2 separate regions of the Zea mays genome follow, and region 1 is linked to region 2. The links are chromatin contacts, called in public Hi-C maps. All regions are on one chromosome and are shown on one strand. The core of a region is the stretch at or near the end of the contact, and the rest is flanking DNA. Distances in the headings are between cores, read along the strand shown.

What was found. Hi-C and Micro-C count contacts between places; a contact is called where the count stands out from the background.
Region 1: a contact with region 2 is called in a Hi-C map of tassel, with 2.2 times the contacts expected there. The contact joins the promoter of LOC100273967 here to the promoter of LOC100192835 in region 2. A contact is called at or near these places in 3 of 25 Hi-C or Micro-C datasets (ear, leaf and tassel).

The regions. Positions count from the first base shown.
Region 1 is chr2:204,125,919-204,132,178 of Zm-B73-REFERENCE-NAM-5.0, forward strand. LOC100273967 reads right to left here and starts at 4,922. Exons shown (of 7, transcript NM_001353585.1): 1 at 3,389-4,922; 2 at 3,153-3,254; 3 at 2,832-3,055; 4 at 2,527-2,737; 5 at 2,189-2,426; 6 at 1,903-2,053; 7 at 1,398-1,786. The coding sequence starts at 4,778. The coding sequence ends at 1,472. LOC100383209 reads left to right here. Exons shown (of 22, transcript NM_001361957.1): 20 at 33-132; 21 at 403-548; 22 at 651-994. The coding sequence ends at 804.
Region 2 is chr2:203,756,063-203,762,623 of Zm-B73-REFERENCE-NAM-5.0, forward strand. LOC100192835 (60 ribosomal protein L14) reads left to right here and starts at 4,297. Exons shown (of 5, transcript NM_001138026.1): 1 at 4,297-4,348; 2 at 4,451-4,552; 3 at 4,970-5,099; 4 at 5,226-5,338; 5 at 5,426-5,671. The coding sequence starts at 4,346. The coding sequence ends at 5,482. LOC100275115 (BZIP transcription factor) reads left to right here. Exons shown (of 4, transcript NM_001348000.1): 4 at 1-393.

The sequences.
Region 1 (6,260 bases), core at 3,672-6,171, 370 kb after region 2:
GAAATAACTTATTAATATTTTCTTCTTTATAGACGTCCTGCTTTTGCACTTTGCCGAGGCCAAGAGATCGCTGCCACAATCCAGTGCTATCAATCTCTAATCGTGTATCTTTCTTCCATATCACATCTCAAGGTACTTCTGTATGACTATTTGTGCTTTTCCCTTTCATAATCTACATTCAGTTTATCCTTTTATGGACTGGAATTTATGCTGAAACCTAAATGGAGTTTGGTGACTTCAAATAGCTATTGTTACGCACTGGTTCTTCCGAAATAATATTCTTTCATGTCTTTCTTCAGCTGTTAGCATGTATATGCTACCTTACTGACACTAGAAAGAAAAATCCACCTGATTTTAAAAGTTCTGAACAAAAGCACTGATCTGTTATGGGAACTTCTGCAGATCCTGACAGAGAATGATGAAACTCCAGCCGATTGTGCAACTGCTGTTGTCAACAAAGACTTGTCTGTGTACCTTCAGCTCCAAGGAGCTTTAAATGCAGACGCTGAACGTGAAAAGCTAAAGAAGAAAAAAGATGAGATTCAAAAGTAAGCTCACTTGTCTTCTTAGGTCCATTTTCGACAGTATTTGTCCCCATGTTTCAGTGTTGTTCAATCTTGTCGGTAACATGTCTCTTATCATACACGCAGGCTACAGAATGCACTGGCGCAGAAAATGGACGCCTCTGGCTATCGCGAGAAGGCTCCACAGAGCGTACAGGAGGAGGACATGAGGAAGCTCACCGCTTTGTTGGAGCAACTAGAGGTCATCAGTGAAGCTGAGAAGAAATTAGACGCGAACTGAGTTTGACCTCTGTTTCGAAGAGGCCTTGCTTGTACCGAAGCTGACCCCATATTTTTCTTGTTTGCAAAAAAGCTCAGTTATGTGCCTGTACGCTCGGGCTCAGGTTTACAGTTGATGGTTCAAATGGAAGCCACATTTTTGCAGCTTGTCAAGGGTGCACTGGCTAATACAGAAGCATATTTATTTTGTCAAGTGAGGAACTTTTGATGATGAATGATGATGCATATGGAATCTGTCAGAAAATGCAGTAGCGGTGCTATTAAGGTTTCAGGTTTGCAAGCCTTACGCATATGCGCCAGCGTGTCACTTGTGGAACAACTTTTTTTGTCCGGGGAAAAAATTGGGAATTAAGCTGTAGCAGCCGTGCACGGAAGCTAGAACGTGGTCGTGTTGTGGGCGCGCCCCGTTTTTCATCTGGACGCCAAACTGTGTACTGGTGCATAAGGACTCCAAGCGGGGTACCGATTTGGGGAACAGGAGTCGGTAAGAGCAGCGGCTGAGGCGTGGCCGCGTGGGGGAGTAGGTTGCAACTGGACCGCGCGTGCGGGGACGATCAGGTGTCAATCAATACAGGTTGAAGGCGCCAGGTATCCCGTGTCAAAAATCATTGCAGATGGACAAACAAACGCCCAGAAACACGCATTTGAAGGGTCTGTTGCATTGTTGGCTACCGTCCCTTGAGGACAGTCATGGTCATGGAGTTCCTGGAGTTGTGTACATCGTCTCCTTCTAGGCCAAGGCCCCTGTTCCAAATCTTCTCTGCCAAGTATGCCGGCTTGTCCGGCGTGGGCAGAGACACGCTCCCGTTCTCCAGGATGGACACCACGGACGACATGAGCGGCCTGCGGTTCGGGTCGTCCTGGACGCACAGGAGCCCGACGTGGACGCACAGCAAGGCTTCGTCCAACACACAGCTCTCCGACTGCGAGATGGACGAGTCCATCAGGTCACTTGCGTTCCCTTCGTTCCATAGCCTCCATGCCTGAAAAGAGAGAGAGAGAGAGAGAGAGAGAGAGAGAGAGAGAGAGAGAGAGAGAGACCCAAACCAGTCACTAGACAAGACTAATACGTATAATGATCAGATAATAAATCACTTACATAGGCTACAAGGCCCGGAGATCCCTTGATATTATCTGTGGAGCTTATCCGGACGCCGCTTACAATCTCCAGGACCAACACGCCGAAGCTGTAGACGTCGGACTTGACAGAAAAGACGCCCTCCGTTTGGTATTCAGGAGCTATGTAGCCACTACCAACACCATCAGAAAAATCCAGACTCAGACAGACAGAAACAAAGTGTCCATCCAATCCTATGCAAAAAAAAAAAAAAAAACAAAAGAACAAAAAGAAGGCAACGCTGCTGAAAAGCACTGCATGCACTTACTATGTCCCAACAACTCGCCGAGTGTTCGCCTTCTGCTGGTTGTCGCCGAAGATCTGTGCCATGCCGAAGTCCGCTATCTTAGGCCTCATCTCGGCGTCCAGCAGGACGTTGCTCGCTTTGAGGTCCCTGTGTATCACCGTCAGCCTTGAGTCTTGATGGAGATACAGGAGGCCCCTAGCCACCCCCTTGATTATCCCCAGCCTCGTCGGCCAGTCCAGCAGCGACCTCCTCTCGCTGTCTGCGCATGCGGTGAACACGGCGATAATAAAGCATACCACCATTACACACTGCTTCAGCAAGCTCCGTCAGTTCTGACGAGAGCAAGCGCGTTAACGTACCGAAGAGGATAGCGTCTAGGCCTTTGTTGGCCAGGTACTCGTACACCAGCAGCCTCTCGGCTCCCTCCGTGCAGCAGCCGAGAAGCCGGACCAGGTTCCGGTGCTGCAGCTTGGAGATCAAGGTAGCCTCGTTCTTGAACTCCTCCGTCCCTTGCTCGGAGTCCCTGCTCAGCCTCTTGACGGCGACTTCACGGCCACCCAACAGTGTCCCCTTCAGAACAGTAGTAGTAGAGCAATAACTGGGTGTTGGTTCGTGAGTTCAGATTCGCGGAAAAAAGGACAGGACACGACACGCGGAATGTTACCTTGTACACTTTCCCGAAGCCTCCGCGCCCGACCATACATTCCCTCGAGAAGTTCTTCGTCGCCGCGACGATGTCGCTCAACTGTATGGAAGGCAGCTCCTTTTCGAAAGACCGTATGGAAGCGAACTCGAGGTCTTCGGTAGGGTTTCGTTCTGCGAGGTCGCTTGAAGTCTGCACGCTACCGGGAACTAACTTCTTGTCACTTTCACTGCTGCTTGTCTTATCTGAGGAAAAAAATGATTTGACTAGCATTTGATCTTGTGATAACATGCATGATGGCAAAATAATAATAATAATAATAATACAAATATGTAAATGTACCTCTGGTCTTGCAAAACCAAACAAGGAAAATGCACGAGAGCAAAGAAATGCTTGCCAACACCGGTAGCACAATTTTTACAATTTTGTTCCTCGTCTTTCTGCCTACACAAATACATACAGGGTAGCTAGGTTTGGTGAGCAGTTGCAAGACGACGACGCATGGGGGCGGGAAACGAAGAATAATAATCGGGGGAAAACAAAAGGAAAAGAATAATATTGAAACGAAGATACTGGACCAGTGAATCCTGCAGGAACGCGGAGGTGGAGCGTCTCTGCGGTGACGCCCCAGAGCGCGCCGACCATCTGCGCGTCCACGAGGTCAGCGGTCCAGACGAGACACCGCGCCGTGTCCCCCTTGGCGCTGCTCCGGCGCAGGTTGGCGTACGCGTACGCCACGCAGGAGCAGTTCCGGCGGCACTCCGCGGCGCACTCGTCGCCGGAGCTCACGTTCGTCCCCAGGAGCACGAACCTGTCCGGCACCTTCATGTTGGGCATGTCCAAGAACGCGTCCCCGTCGTCCTCGCCGCCGCACGGCGCCAGCGCCTGCTGCTGGCTCCGCCGGCGGCAGCCGCGCGAGAACACGCCGCCGCTCCACTCCGCCGGGCTCGCCGGCTCGAAGCCGTCGAGGCATCTGCACGTCGCCACGGCCAGCGTGTTGTCGCAGTAGCCGTAGGCGCCGCAGCTGCCGTAGGGGCTGCAGGAGCGCGACGGCCAGGACTCGAGCGTGGTCCACGCGGACGCGTCGCGGTTCCAGCTCAGGAGCTGGAACCTGCCGGCGCCCGTGACCACGTACCGCGTGGGCGGGGCGCCGTCGTTGACGTGGAAGGTCATGTATATCTCGTCCTCGCTGTCGACCACCGCCACGTAGATGACCGTGCCGGTGGTGGCGTGGTACCTGCTGACGGTCATGTACCCCGTCCAGGCAGAGCTGCGCCAGTAGGTGCGCGTCCCGTTCCACATCAGCATCTGCAGCGACGTGCGCGGGTCCATGCCGTACGAGAAGGTACCCGGCGACGGGTCGCCGGGCCCCCTCCACGACACGATGCGCGCGCCGTCGTGCGTCCGGTAGCGCAGGCCCACCTTCATGTCCGGGATGAACGTGTCCGTCGGGTGGTCGAAGCTCTGCCAGAGCGTGGTGCCGTTCGGCGACCGGAGGACGAAATTGCCGGAGTTGAGAAGCACGGCGGTCGAACCAGTACCCGAGCTCGTGGTGTTCGTGGTCCAAACGACGCGACCGCCGCCGGCGTCGGACAAGACGAGGTCGGTGGAGGCGGAGCCGTTAGCCAGGGCAAGCGACGGCGCAGACGACGACGACGACGAGGAGTTGCCGGAGCGCGCGTCGCCGACGGTGACCGGCGCGTCCCGGTTGGCGACCCACACCACCGTCTGCACGGGGATGTTGTTGTACCATATGCCGACGTACTGCCTGCCTGGCGTGGCATTGGACGGTGCGAAGAAGCCCAGCGCGAAGGCGCCGCCGTCGGACACGATGGTCTCACCGGGCAACAGCGACTCCCCGGGGGTCAACTTGTCGCCGGCCGGTGAGCAGAAGCGCGGCAGGAGGAGGAGGAGGAGGACGACGGCGGCGGCTGTGACTGGGATGCAGGCGGGACGTGACCACTCCATGGTTCAGGTCATTCGTCCAGTAAGGTACAAAAAACAAAGAGGTGCAGTGCAGGTGCAGCCATGTGCTTTTGTCTTGGCTGTTGGCACACTCCGATCCAGCAAGGTACAAATGAAATACTCCTGCTTTGAGACTGGGCCGGCAAGTGATGGTAGTACGGAAGGCGACAGAAATTGCAGACCTTCCCTCGGACTAGCTTCAGAGAAGGTCGGAGCTTGACGCGCTAGCTAGGGCAGTTGGCGTCAGACGACGGACGCTTGGCACCATGGCAGGTGACGAAACACGAGTGGCGCGCGCGCGGACTATTCTTGTCCGCGTGTGTCAGGAACAACGAAATCGTCGTCAACAACCGCGCTGAATTCTCCTTGGGATCGAGGGGGAGGTGACTCGGCACGATGACGATGCGGTGACCGAACTGGAGGAGCGGAGCGCGGAGAAGAGAAGGGTGATAGGCGTGTACATGTGCTAAGATATTCACGCAGCAGCGCGTGGAGTTGCACTGTATTTCAAAGCGTGATCTTGCCCGGAGAAGTGAGGATCACGAAACCCGATCAACAACGATAGGTCATAGGTGTTGCCTGTTTACACTTCAATTTAGTCAAGTTTGGCCAAGTTGGCATTTTTTTTGTTGGTAACTAAACCATAGTAAAAACTCTTTTGGCCAGGGCTAATCTGGAAGCCTATTTTTTCAAGAATTTTTATTTTCTCAACAAAATTAGTTTATTTTTTCTTAGAAAAATACGAAGCTCTTGGAAAAATAGGGTTCTCAAACTGGCCCTTAGGGTTTTAGATATCACATGTCAGAGTAAAAAAAACCCATAAAGCTCTCTTAGACATGGTAAAGTGTGACTCTACGAGCCACACTTATCTCAGCTTAGGTGTGTTATATAAATTGTGGCCATTGTTACAATAAGGACGGAACACGGAAGGACCAGTCTTGTGTGCATGTGTCACGCGCGCGGTGAAATCTTTGCCAACACCAACAACCAACATTGAATTCCGCTTTAGAACGGAGCAGGACTGACCGCGTGAGGCTGCGACCGGATGCGGCGTCGTTGAGTGGAAGCACGGTTACTCGCATGTCGTTTTCTCAAATCCAACTAGGCCATGTATGGATGCGTACAATTGAATTCCATTCTAATTAAAATCGTAATATAGTTTTTATATAAAATATATTTGTATATTATTATTGGTTATATAGAGTGAGATATTCATATGTTACATTTCTATTATAAAAGAACGAACGGAAGAGCGTGGTATAACTTGTAGAGTACTGAGTAGAAAACTTTGACTAGTGGTACACAAAATCAATTTTATCCATCACCCTATAAATCTAGAATATATTTAAATCTATACATTGGAAAAGTGGTGGAACGTATTCTATTAAGTAACCTAGATATAGAGTTTGAAGACTGCAACTGGTTATGAAAAACAATCTAGATTCTAAAGTAGAGCTACTCCACCTAAAGTTTTATAGTAGAGTT
Region 2 (6,561 bases), core at 3,047-5,546:
GGCCAGGCTATCAGAAGGTGTTCCGTAATCGCAGCACTTTGGCATGTCATTGTACATTTGTACAGAGAGGTGATGCGGGATGAATCGAGCTGGAGCCTCTTGTCCGCTGCCGAGCGCCCGAGACATATGTTTGCTTAGAGTTTCCTCTGCTGCGTCTGGACTCTACTTCGCCGTGCAACCGAGCTGGAAGTACTCTTACAGGGTAGACGACGCCCTGACCCGTTCTGCAGATCAGCTAACCGCTCCGGCCCTCAACCTTTTTTTTTGTTTATTATATATACATATTATTAATTCATTTGTAGCACCCCGTGTACAGCTGCCGGCGAACTTAAACCTGCTGCGCCATATTTTATTCATTTTTTTCACCACGGGTTTGCCGTGCTTGTGAATTGCTGAATGCTCTGAGCCCACCTGTTGTGATGGTCTGATGGATAGGTGTAACGGTGGTTAGCAGTACAGCATCGCGATGGTGAGTTTAGTTACGGGCTGATCTCGCCATACCAATTGGATAATTTCAAGCATCGGAAAACGGCGACGATCCATGGATCGATCTTGGGACGGCTATTCGTTTTATTTTCAGGATTACCATTTCGTTTTTTTTTTTGCTTACAACTATGAGAAGAATGCCCCCATGCATGAGCCCGCCCGCCAGATTAATTGAGTTCAAATTACTAGTACCAGGTAGCCTGCAAGCAAAGACATGCTACTGTATCTGTATAACCTGGGTGCTCGATTGTTCCGGTCAAAGTGAAGCTGAGAACTAGAAGGATCGATCGCCGAGGTGGTTTCTGGGAACTAGCCTCGATCTGTGCCGACGACGCATACTCTAGCAGCTCACTGCTCACCTCTCAACCTGCTAGCACTGTTCCGCACTTCCGCTAACACACTGTGAGTTTTTGTATCTGTGTGCTGTGCAGGCAGGTAGCTGCAGTGGCGCAGCAAAACTGATGAATGGGCGTTAATACATTATCAGTGCTAAGCTCTACTCAAGAGAAGCCCTTAATACATTATCAGTACTCCTCACCTCTTTGGGACATCTGTTGGGCTTTTGTTGTTTCTTGCCAATTTTCCTTTTTTTCTTCTTCGGCCAACAAATGGACGACATTTATGCATGCTTTATATAGGGGATAGGGGGATTTCGCCCGAGGATCAGACTATCTGCAGCTGCCACCGCGAGCTGCCCCCTTCCGCCATGCAGAGGCTACAGTCCCGCCCCTTGCAGCTGCAGCGCATCGCCCTACGGCGCCCCCACGCGACCGTTCTCTTCTCTCTCCCTCTAGATGCAGCGCGCGCTCGTCTCCTCCTTTCTAGTATGCTATGAGTCCGGCTACAATTGTTAGTAGAAGAAAAATTGATAGTGAATAAAAAGTAGTTATATGAAATAATATTTTATGGTTGTAGTGGGGTATAGAGGGAGAAAATAGGGAGAACCGCTACGGGTATGAAATGAAATGTTGATAATTAGACGCAAAAAAGTGATAAGGGGAGAAATTTAGGAGTAACCGCTGCAGATAGTTTCAAGCGATAGGCCCCTTGTCGCCCCTGGCCCGAGTGACAGGTGGGCAAATGCCCAAACTGTCGTCTGCCGAGCCCCTCTGCTGGTGGGCCTGCCCCTTGCCGCGTCCTGTCCCGGACAAACCCCAATCCTATAATTTCTCTAGATCCACATATATTTTTGAAAGTTCAAAAAATAAATATAAAAATAAAAAGAGTCCAGTTCTTAGGTCCCTCCGCAGAAAGAGTCTTACGCCACCACTGACCACAACGATATAGTTTCTCCAGATCCACATATATTTATTCTCGGTGTATTTTAGGCGCCGAGTGCTTTCAGCTCATGACCTTCACTGAAAGGTAGGGGGCAATGTGTTGAGCATCAAAAGTAGAAGGGTTGGCTGGCTGCATGTGCCGGACATATTCGACCCAGAGCTGAATTAGTCCTGCGGCGCTGGATTTGTCTGGCGTGGCTGCCGGACATGTTCAGGATCGTCGTATCCGACCCGAACTCGAGATTTGTTCGGGATTTGGAAGGATTTCAATTTGTGCAAGGGTCCAAGCCTCCTCCCTATATATATTGAAGGACAATCGCCAACTGAGTTAACTCCAATCGAACCAATACTTCTATGTTTATCAATTAACCTTTATTTGCATATGTTCTCTCAACCCCGTCACTTTCCAAACCCTAACTTCACCTTCACGTTGACTCTATGTCGTCTCGAAGTGCTCTAGGTGCCCTAGGATCCTTCTTCCCCGGCAGGGTCCCTTATGGGAGGTTGGATCTAAGTTTTCCCGAGCCTTTAGTGCTCACCCGACAAGTCTGGTCTGTCACTGGATAAGTCCGATGCTTCTAAGTTCTCTTTCATGAGTTAATTCGGAAATTTAATAATGGTATTTGTCACTGTGCTGACATTTATGCATGAATGCATAATTCTAAGTTTTATTTCACGAGTTAACTCGGAAAAACGACATTTTTACCTTTATAGTACCCTTTAAAGTAAACCTGGAAATAATTCAAAGGGTCAATGTAGTTAACAACAAACATATTTGAGTCATCAACCATCAAGTGCAGCATAGGGGCACCAAACAGGGACAACTCTTGATAAAGAAATGGCCTAGAATTTTTCTTATTAGAGATATGGCTATCTATCCAAAAGAACTTATCAGGTGTTTGTACCGTGGCCATCCAGATAGTCCTCCATGGTCTGTGAATGCCTGTTCAATCATCATCAACCGTTCATTGATGCCTCTAACCTTCAAGGGATTGTTTCTACATTGGGACCAAAATTTTCCATGTCTGTAGAGCCTAACAAAAAACTAAAAAGTTAAACAATGTTGAAAGCATGAATCAGGAAACAACATGCAACAATCTGGAGAATATATACCTTTAATTCAGAATCCACTTTTATAACTGCCTTTCTGAACTCTTTGATTGACTTGTGTAAGGGTGACAAGCTCACACAGACATTCACAGTACTCTTTCAGATACCCAATGCTCCATTCTGATAACCAGGACAACTGTCGTGATTCTATAAATTTGGACTTACCAAAAAATAGAAAATGGGAAAAAACTGAAATAGGTGAATCTATAATTTGTTTGGGAGCTCCTAAGGAGAGGTCAAGCTCTGTGGCATAATTGTTGTAGTGGAAGGGTAGGATACTCTCATCTGAGAGCCTAAGAGCAACAAGCCCTCGCATGCTTGCAGCTGAAAAGGAAATATAAAGTTAATTCTAGATGTTGCCAAGTATCCAACACAATTAGTATGATCCACTTTCACTAACCAACTCTGCCAAAGTACGGTTAAAGGATCGCATAGGCAATTTCACCGCAACAAACTTATATGTACGTTTCATTCTACAAAGACAACAAAACTTTTTTAACAGACTATCGCTGGGATGAGAAATGTGATACATTTCTAACTAATTTTCAATCTAACAAACCTGATAGCCACCGGTGAGGACTTTGAGGGTGTTGGCGACACACGTACCGCGCTGGTGGCACTTGGCGAGAAGGTTGCAGCCTTGCAGCCTTGCAGGGGTAGAGGTGAAAAGGAACCTCCACCCCCTTCCTATCTGCTTCGATATCTATTAATCCTAGATTCGGTAGCTATCATCATCGTCTAGAAAAAAAACATACCTGTGCATTCGGGTTACCCGAAATATTTTAGTCGAATAATTCGGTATTAAAAGCAACTACCCAATTTTTTGTTTTAAAAACTATTACCCGAAATTTCGGGTTCGGATTTTACTGGATATACCCAAAATTGACAAAACCAACCATTTTCAATAGAGATTTCAGTTTTGGATATCGTTTAAAAATTTCAAATAATTTTTAAGGGAAATTTGGATCCATACCATTAAAAGATCACCACTTTGGATCTATACCATTACTATCTCACTTACATGTGGGTCCACATGAGTCAATGACATGTGGGGTCCATGGTATATATCTAAAGTTTGGATCTTTTAATAGTATAGATCCAATTATTCCAATTTTTAAATGTAAAAATAAAAAGGTACTTCTTCGAGGTAACCCCGCGTGGGCTTCCAAATGCCGGGGAAATCTGGTCTGTGGCCGAGTTCCACGCGGGTTTCTGCTAGAAGGAAAGCCAGGGACATTCACAGCATTCGGACTTCCAAACGAGGCCCCAAAGGCCCAGTAGACTTCTTACTCCGCTGATCTGGATCGGACGGCCAGAGTGTCGCTTCTCTTGATCCGACGGCGCCAGTGGACTTGCACGGCACTTTATAGGGCACTCCCACCGCCGAACCCTAGTTTCTGGTTTATCTTCCACCGCGCTTCGCCCACTCGCTCCAGCCGCTTCACCGCGCCGCCACCGCCACCGCGAGGATGGTACGTCGATCGCGCTTAGTGTCAGTGGTGTTAGTTCCGGTGGGGGTTATGAGTTGTGCGGGTTCTGACTTGGGGTTTTGTGTGTTTGTGCTATGCGTGCAGCCGTTCAAGAGGTTCGTGGAGATCGGGCGCGTGGCCCTGGTGAACTACGGGGAGGACTATGGCCGTCTCGTTGTCATCGTCGATGTGGTCGACCAGAACAGGGTAAGGACTGACCTTTAGGCTCGTGCTTTGTACTACTGGTAGTAATGGGTTTGTATCTGCTGATCTTCGTTAGAAATGTGAACAATCGCTGTATTTGGTAGCACCTGATTCAATTTATTTGAATTGGCCAAGTAGCGTGCCCTCGTGCCCTCATCTAGCGGTTAACCATACCTACTCTTGAGATAAATGGAGGAGATAGTACCTTAGCATTTGGCAATGCCAGGAGGCTAAGGGCTGTTTGCCAAACTTGTTCCCCGAATGAACCAAGACCGAATCCCTCGTTTAGATTCCTTTTAAGGTGCAACGAATGTTCAGTATCTAGCAACCTATCTCTGCGTTGCCTTGATTATTTGTCTTGCTGTAATTGATTAATCAAGCATTCAAGCCCTCATCGCCTTGTTGCATTCTGTGAACCAGGCACTTGTGGATGCCCCTGATATGGTCAGGTGCCAGGTGAACTTCAAGCGGCTCTCACTTACTGACATCAAGATTGACATCAAACGTGTCCCCAAGAAGACAGCCCTGATCAAGGCGATGGAGGAAGCTGGTAACTCTAGAGCTTATGTTGTGGACCTCTTTAGCACCGCCACACTTTATTCAACTTCTATATTCTAGATGATTGCCCATAAGAGAATGGTGACACTTATTTGATCTCTTGCTATTCTTTTTTCAGATGTGAAGACCAAGTGGGAGAACAGCTCATGGGGCAAGAAGCTGATTGTCCAGAAGAGGAGAGCATCGCTCAATGACTTTGATAGGTTCAAAGTCATGCTGGCGAAGATTAAGGTCAGGAACCTTCCTGTCAAATGTCTAGTTCCTGTTGACAGTGTCTATATTGCTGGCTCACACTTTCTTTTTCTTTTATGTGAACAGAGGGGCGGTGCTATCAGGCAAGAGCTCGCCAAGCTGAAGAAGGCGTCCACGGCTTAAGGAGTCTCTTTCCGTGAATGTCATGTTAGAGTTTTTGGTTATGAGTTGGATCAGCAATTCGATTGAGCGTTGTCAAAGCCAGAATTACCAATATGTTCCCTGTAAACCCATTTCAAACTTTATCAAGCACGGGCGTGCTCAGGATACTTTTGCCATGAATGATATGGAATATCTATGGTAGCTTGTGGCAAATGTGTAACGAGGCCGCAAATCTCGTGACTATCAACTCAAAGTTTCTTCCTCACATTTCAAAGGGTATCGTTAGCTAAAAATATAGGCAAGGGAGCTAAATGATGAGTTGGGCGGGCAATTAACTGTTACGACAAGTCTAGGCTGAAAATACAAGCGTCTGACCATCCAACACTTGATCATTGATCTTCTTGATGAGACTCAACAGTCACGTGATCCATTTTGATCGTTGATCTTTGATGAGGCTCAATAGTCACGATGACATTGTATAGGAGCGTATGGTCTAATTCCCTAGCTAGATCAGCGTTCATGAGACTTCTCTAGTCACATTCTGGTAAGCATCGGAGACCTATCTAGTCACATTCCGGTGAGTAACGGACTTGGACACAGTCACACAATTGTCTAATGGTTGCCCTATTAACAGGGTTCGACACCCTTGTTGGAAGGACCCTAGTCACTCTGGGCGTATAATTGTCGGCTTGTTTGTTGCGGTTTTAATCCAGCTGCAGGTTCTACGTCTCTATAGCTGCGAACAACCACGGCTGCCCAACAAGCCGTGTAGATTTGGTCTCAAGACACCAGCCGGACGGTCCAATGATTGACCTATCAACATGGTTTGACACCCTTTAGGGCTTGTTCGGTTTTACCTCAATCCATATCAATTCACTCCAATCCATATGGATTGAAAATAACCGAACAAGCCATTAGGAAGGACCTAGTCGCTGTAATTGTACCATTTGGTCTCAAGACACCAGTCGGAACCGATCTGGCACTATAAGAACCTCTTTGGTCTCTTTTCATGCGCAGTCGAATTCAAGCACCCCTATAAACATTCCTAAATCACTTTGAATATGAAAACTTTGTAAACGAGGGTTGTTCCAAATGATTTT